2 separate regions of the Anas platyrhynchos genome follow, and region 1 is linked to region 2. Evidence: chromatin contacts called from public Hi-C data. All regions are on one chromosome and are shown on one strand. The core of a region is the stretch at or near the end of the contact, and the rest is flanking DNA. Distances in the headings are between cores, read along the strand shown.

Evidence for each region. A called contact is a pair of places that touch in the nucleus more often than the background predicts.
Region 1: a contact with region 2 is called in a Hi-C map of F1 follicle, with 10 times the contacts expected there. The contact joins the enhancer-like site here to the promoter of GADD45G in region 2. A contact is called at or near these places in 7 of 8 Hi-C or Micro-C datasets (F1 follicle, F5 follicle, liver and 3 more).

What each region holds. Positions count from the first base shown.
Region 1 is chrZ:48,423,794-48,427,255 of IASCAAS_PekinDuck_T2T, reverse strand. No RefSeq gene overlaps it. Among named protein-coding and RNA genes, the nearest start is that of DIRAS2, 200 kb to the left of the region's middle. Within about 2 kb of position 1,990, at least 2 of the 8 cell types and tissues checked have an H3K27ac peak or open chromatin away from gene starts, as enhancers often do. A contact at or near this core is called in F1 follicle, where this site is marked.
Region 2 is chrZ:48,212,469-48,215,983 of IASCAAS_PekinDuck_T2T, reverse strand. It overlaps GADD45G (growth arrest and DNA damage inducible gamma), which reads right to left and starts at 1,933. Exons shown (of 4, transcript XM_027446775.3): 1 at 1,740-1,933; 2 at 1,528-1,629; 3 at 1,228-1,441; 4 at 187-865. The coding sequence starts at 1,792. The coding sequence ends at 755.

The DNA of each region.
Region 1 (3,462 bases), core at 741-3,240, 210 kb before region 2:
TTTTTAGAAGAAAAGGAACAACCCAAGACACTTCAGTGAAGGGTACAGAGGGCTTCTTTCTCAGTACCTGTCACCTATGACCTACAGCAGGGAGGGCAAGGCCAGGGCCAGGGCCTGCCAGAGTGACAACACCCTGTCATGGGTAAAACTCACTCAGGCTGAAAAGCAGCTGGTAGACCCTAACAGCATCAGGAACAGGCATGGCCTGGTATTGCTGTGTGCACCTTGAACAGCATTCCTGACTTTTACCACCAGCATATTGCCCCCACACACATCACTTTGTTTTTTCGGAGATGCTTCCAAGGAGGTTTGAAGAAGGCAACTGGTGCCTCACCCTATATGTCTGCTGAAGGGGTCAACCTGAAAATGATTCCCAAAATTAGTATCACACTCTGCTCACTGATATGTAGGAAAAACAAAAACACTCACACACAGAACTGTTTCTATAATATTTATTTTTCTGATTCTTCCATTAAAATGTGTAGATACAGATCATACACTAAATTACCGGTCCTCTGCAATACAATTCCTGGCACAAGTTATTGTATACCCTCACCTGAAATATTTTTTGTTAGATGTTCATCTTCAGTTTTTCACCTTTCCATACTTTTGTGTAACTTCTAAGTATTGTGATCAGGTTATTCAGCTATGCAATATAGGAGAAGGATTTAATGCAAAAGAAGGTAGAGAAAAAGAATGTATCTCAGATGGAAGAGCCAATACCATTAAATGCATTCTTCTAAGACATCTACATGACGCACATCAGTGCAGGGTTAGCTGGGCAGAAAATGTTCCTCCCCTAAAGTCATTTCAATATTCACTTAAAAGTACCCAAGCAATCAGAAGCACTGAATAAATAGATGATAGTCCAGGAACTTCAGCATTTTCTTTCAGCAATAACTGCAATACCTAGAGCAGTGCTTTTTGTAGTTTGGAAGGAGAAATGTGCACATGAGGCAAATGATCACAGCTCTTTGTCAAAAAAATTACATCATTTGTTCACAGAATGACAAAAAATATGCAGAAGTCAAAAGATTAATTTTCTTTTCATATTAAAAGAAAAAAACTTTTTCTGTCAATTACATTAGCATGAGTGAAAGTAAAATCACTGCCTTTCAGAAGTTATGCTACGGGCATCATGACATAGCTTGTATGATGGTTCTTCTCTACTGACTCTTTAGAACTGTTGATTCCGTAATGAACCAAATTTCTGCAATTCCAGTCAGTTCCTGTGGGTTCTGAGATGGGTAAATGAGACGTATTTTGTGCCTGTATGTTTTATAACATGAAAGTCCAAAACAGAAGGAAGAATTTTCTTTAGGCAAGCAAAATACAGCTGGCAGACGAGGGGGGAGAGGTCCTGAATTATTCCAGTTCATTTTGAGGAAGGTTTCTGTGGCTACCTAAAAGCATGTCTCAACTTTTTCAGGCAGAAGCAAGCAACAAAGTGCTGCTCCTGTTAACAATACAGTTCTCCCACCAGTTGAAAACTGAAAACAATATAGTGTCTTTCTGACACCAAACAAGAGAAAGAAACTCTATTGTTTGAAATATCAAAGTTTCCTAAATGTTAAAGCAGAGTATAGAGTGAGATAATTATCATGCAGCCCCCAAAGTTATATTAGATGTTTGGTGTCCATACAAACTTCTCAAAAATACCTAAAATAATTTGCAAGCAAAAATTTCCACCAAACGTGCAATCGACTTGGTGTAGGTGCTCTGGATTGCCCTGCCTCCCTGATACAGTTCCCAAAAGTTACTTGGTGGTGATCAAAATGAAGCTCACGTTTTCATTGTTCAACACACTGTCTGCTGCCACCTAAACACCCACCTGCATGTTTTTATTTATCCAGCACAGCCTATGGGAGGCAAAAGGACACAGCGATTCTAAAGTCAAGAGAGAGGAAGGACTGTAGTATAAGGCTATATGTGCCTCCTACTGGCATCAGTCTGATATCAAGATCCAGTTGTACTGGCTGCAGTGCAACAGCCCCAGCTTTTATCTTTCTGCAGAAGTCCATGAATCAGGGACGGGATGTTGCTTCATCACAGGTCAGAACAAGTACACTGCATTTGTCCCATGTGTTAACACAGCAGAAAAAAAAATAAAAAAAATTGAAACGGCATTGCCAGTCACTCACGTTCAATAATGCCTGCAGCTGTAGGTGTCTTTGCAAGCCTCACTGCCTTGCTGTCATACCTGCTGCAGACCAATGAGATGCCTGGGTAAAGTGCCATGGGGTTCAAGATCCCCAGAGGAATGGTAGGGATGCAGCTTCTCAGCTCAGCAAACTGGGAGGGATGTAGGGAAAGGTTGGTGAGCAGGGAATGTAGGACAAAATGGGCAGGATGATAAATTCTTAGTTTGGGGAAATGGAGGAATGGAGGCATGGATGCCTCCTCAAAAAGTATACAGCAACTTATAAGACACGAACTACTTGGCCGTTCTGGAACAATATAGCAATTTGGGTTCATTATCCCAGTCCTCTGCACCACCTCTAAATCAGGCATACACTTGCCTACCTCCACAGAAATAAGGCCTACTTATGCAAAATGAGGGCATTGGGATCGTTTTATCAATTTTGCTTTTAAACATACAGCATATACTCTACCCACATCCACACAGAAAGAAAGGTAACGCAAGTCGCAGCTCAGATTTCCAGTTTTGCAATGACTCTAACTCTATTTAAAAATAAACTTAGAAGAATTTAAGCAGATGTCAAGTGTGAATTGCCATTACAGTGATGTAGAAACAGTTATACATCATAAAAACATATATCCAGGATTACACCTTTTGCAGTTTGTACAGAGAACAATAGCGACCTCTGTGACATGAGATGGTACACAAATAATCCAGCAGTTAAGTAGTAAAAATGTCCTTAACAGGAGGCACTTAGAACATAAGCAGGCTGACCACCCTGCAGCTGGAAACGTGCACTAATTCCACCTGCTTGTATTAACTGGTTCTGAAGGCTGAGCAATTCAGGGAGAGGCTGGAACACCCACTGGAAGGAAACAAAATTAAAACTAGAGGGAAAGTCCACTCCACTCTGTCACTTGCAAATTTCACTTTTTTAAAAGATGTATGGTGGTTTACTTTGAGAAATGAGCCAGGCCCCTGCTAGCAGAGAGAGCAGGGAGCCTGCTTTCTTCAAGAGCCTCCTCTCTGTGCTCCCCTGAGACAGCCTGATGTGCAAACCTCTCTGGGTATTATTGTTGTGATTCAGTCATTCAGTGCACCAGCTGTCGCTGCACAGTAGCATTCATTCCATTGAACAATAAATTAAATCTTCCCCAAGCGCTCACCTCAGCCTGCTCTGTGGCTGGCTGTCACTGAGCACATGTTCTTCCACACTCTGTGCCCCGCACCCAGGAGTTCAAAGCTGACAGTATAGGCACATGGGTTCCCTCTTAGCATCCCTCCTGAAATGCACGTTTCCCTCTTCATCCCCCTTCAAACAC
Region 2 (3,515 bases), core at 684-3,183:
GAGGGTGAAAGGTTGAATTATCAACTTGGAAAGCATAGCTCTTCATTCAGCTGACCCGAGAGAGAAAGTGTTTGAGCAATGGCCCCGTTGCTGTGGTATATACCTTTGACTACAGCCCATGAGCAAAACATGAGTGGTATTTCAGTGACATGCTTCCCCACCCAGTAAGCAAGACACTCCCAGAAATTAATTGTCAAAAATTTATTATGAAAGCTTCAATAGCAGCAAATATTTCAATAAAAATTATTGCATTATTAAACCAGTTCTGCAGAGTGGCCCAGAGGCCTGTTGAAGTCTGCTTTAAGAGTCTCTATATCCCCCTTAGTAATCAGTCTCTAATAGTCCATCAAATACTGGAACTTCCTTTTCTCCATGTTTTATAGACAGCGCCAACAGTTCTAGTTACAGTACTCTGTCCAGTCCTTCTGTAAAGTTTTGGCCCACTTCCCCCAACTTTCTCTGTCTTCTGAAACAGCTCCTCTCGACCAGGAAACTTGCAATACTTGTTTCAGTTCCATGGTATGTCAGCCTCCCCACCGCAGCTGCAGCCTACTGAGGCTCACTGGTGGGGTGAGCTGTTCTTTTCTTCTTTCTCCTCTGTAAGAGCCCACTGCATGCCAGTCTGAGTGACCTTAATCCAGTCTCTTGACCAGGCTAATCCATGGAATCAGCAGCTTGTTGCACACTTCGGTGAACCAACACCACGTTGAGAATGCAACAAAGGTTTCAGCCTCCCCGGTGCGCTGGGTCACCATCACTCGGGCAGGGTGATAGTTGGCACCCAGTCATTGACATTTCGGCTCTCTTCACAAAAGAAGTTCAGCTTTTCTAGAGCTGGGTCCTTCCAGCCATCCTCATTTGGGTTCTGCAAGAGGGAAAAAAAAAGTTGCACACCATGAGAACTGCCTGCCAGCTGAAGTCATGACATTATTTACAGAAGCATTGACTTAGTAAGTGAGGTATTTTCAGATAGCTTCTGTCCCAGCACGGGGAAAGCAGGAAGCAGAGCTGTCACCCTTGCGGGCAGAGGAAATCCACAGTTACGAGAAACGTAGCCTACTACTACTCAGCAGATTGGCTCTCAGGCACGTGTGCCAAGTCCCCTTTCTCTGCCCAGAAGAGGATCCAGCCACCTGCAGGCAGCGTGGCCACCCTGTGCAGAGGCTGTGCTGCAAGCAGCAGCGCAGAGAGCCCCCCCCCAGCCCCTCGCCACCCGGGGACACCCACCGTGATGAGGATGCAGTGGAGGTCCCGCGGTTCCCCATCCTCCTCGCTGGGCCCTACGACTGCTGCCAGCTTGGTCACATCGTTGACCCGCACGATATCGATGTCGTTCTCACAGCAGAAGGCCTGGATGAGGGTGAAGTGGATCTGCAGGGCGATATCCCCCTCGTCCTCCTCATCGGCCGCCAGCACGCAGAAAGCCACATTGTCGGGATCGCTGCAAGAGGCGAGGCGAGGTTAGGCTCTGCGGACCGTGCTGCAGCCCCCCGCCAAGCCCAGCCCGGCCCCCGCCGCCCTACTTACACATTCATCAGCTTGGCCGACTCGTAGACGCCTGCCGTGAGGCAGCCGCGGCGCTGCGCCGACACCAGCAGCTCGTGGAGGGCCTTGCCGGCGCCCTGCATCCTGCGAAGGGGGAGACGGGCACGGTCAGTCAGCGCGGCGCCAACGGCCTCACCGCCGCCCAACCGCCGCAACGGCCGCCCAACCGCCGCCCCGCCGCCGCCGCTACCTACCAGTCGCTGCCCGCGGGCACTGGCTCCTGTCCGTGGGTCTCCTCCAGAGTCATAGCAGCGGGTGGATAAGGACAAGCCGCGGCGGCGCCGATCGCTCCCAGCCGGCACCGAGCCTCGCTGTGCTGGGCTCCGCTCCGCTCCTCGCCACCCGCCGATCCGAGCGGCTCTGCGCCGCCCGCCCGCCGCCCGCCCCTATTTATAGCCCCGCGCCGCCGCGGCGCCGGCAGCTGCCGGCGGGTGCCGCGCTCCCATTGGCCGGCGGCGGGGAAGGGGGAGGGGGCTTTTGTCATGCTAATGGGCGCGCGCCTAGGAGGGAGGGAGGGAGGGGAGGGGAGGGGGGGGGAGCGGGCGGCTCGTGCCGGCAGGACACGTGGGGCGGGGGAGGGGCGGCGGGGGCACGCGCCGGGCGGGGAAGCCCGCGCGCGGCCGGGAAGGGGGGGGGAAAATGGCGGGGGGGGAGGGGAGCGGCAGCGGGAGCGCGCACGGGTGTGTGAGGAGGCGGCCGAGCAGCCGGGCCCTTGGCGTGTAAAAGCAGCTCCCTGCCGCATAACACACTGAGCGCCCCCCCATGTAGCCCCCAGTAACGCAGCACAGCGGGACACAGCGAGCCCAGCAGCCGCTGCAGGCACCCGGGCGCCGTGAGGCGTGTGGGGAGCCCAGCGGTGCCCCGCTGCCCGGCTGTGGGTTCAGCGCCCGTCCCCTCACGGTGCAAAGCAAAGGGGCTTGAAACGGGCAGAAATCAGGCCCAGCAGCCTGTAGCGGATGCAGAAGGTTAACACGTGTGAGCACCAAAGTCACAACCCCACACATGCAGGCCTATGGGCGCAGCGGCCCTTCCACGCGTAGGCCTCCACGTCTTGCCCAAAAGCCTTGGCGTCAGGGCTTCCCCTCACGGCAGCGCTCACATCGCGCCGTCATCCCGTCTCTCCTGGCACAGACGGTGCCAAAGGCCACAGGGCATGACCAGACGCCTGGTCCAGCTCGTTTCAAACCAGGATGCCAACATCAGGCCTCCCGAGCAGCCCCGGGGGTGCAGGAAGGAGCTGTGCCTGCCCCTGGTCCCGTCCCTCTCTTTCCTCCGGTTTTGAAGCAGCCAGCTCCTCGGACTCTGCTGTCTGCAGAGCAAACTCCAGCTTCAGTGGACATCATGCTCCACTACTCACTTACTTGGTCTTTGCCTCCCATGTCTTTAATATATAGGAAAAAAAAGAACTCCATCTTATTCACTTTTTAGCATTGCTGCCCACGAACACCCAAGTAAGCATGCTGAATGTTTTGCTCTGGCAGTGGAAGTTACACCCCCCATTGCCCTAGGACACTTGAGCACGCTCAGGTGGATGTCAGTGTCCCCAGTGCACTTACAAGCCCAATGCTAAGCACCAAAATTCACTCCTGCAAATGCAGCCCAGTATGGTCTGTGCATTTGATGGGAAGCTGAGAGGCACCAGTTCTCTGCTGGATCAGCTGCTGAGTGCTGGAAGCCATCCTGCAGATCAGGGTGGGAATATCACTTGGCAGTCCTACTGCCAAGAATACGTGGATTTTGACATTAAATTTGACAGCACCGGTATAATGCCAGTGCCACTTCCATAGCAAGAAAAAAGAAAAAAAAAAAAAAAAAAAAGCTAGCCTAAAGCTCTTGGGTTTTTTACCGGCAGCTACAGCACATGAACAAACACCTCTCAGACAAACGTGATGCTGCATTCAAAGTAAAACTCTGACCTCTGGTGGACTTGTAAAATACTACTTCTACAAAAAATAATCGCCAGCCCAAAG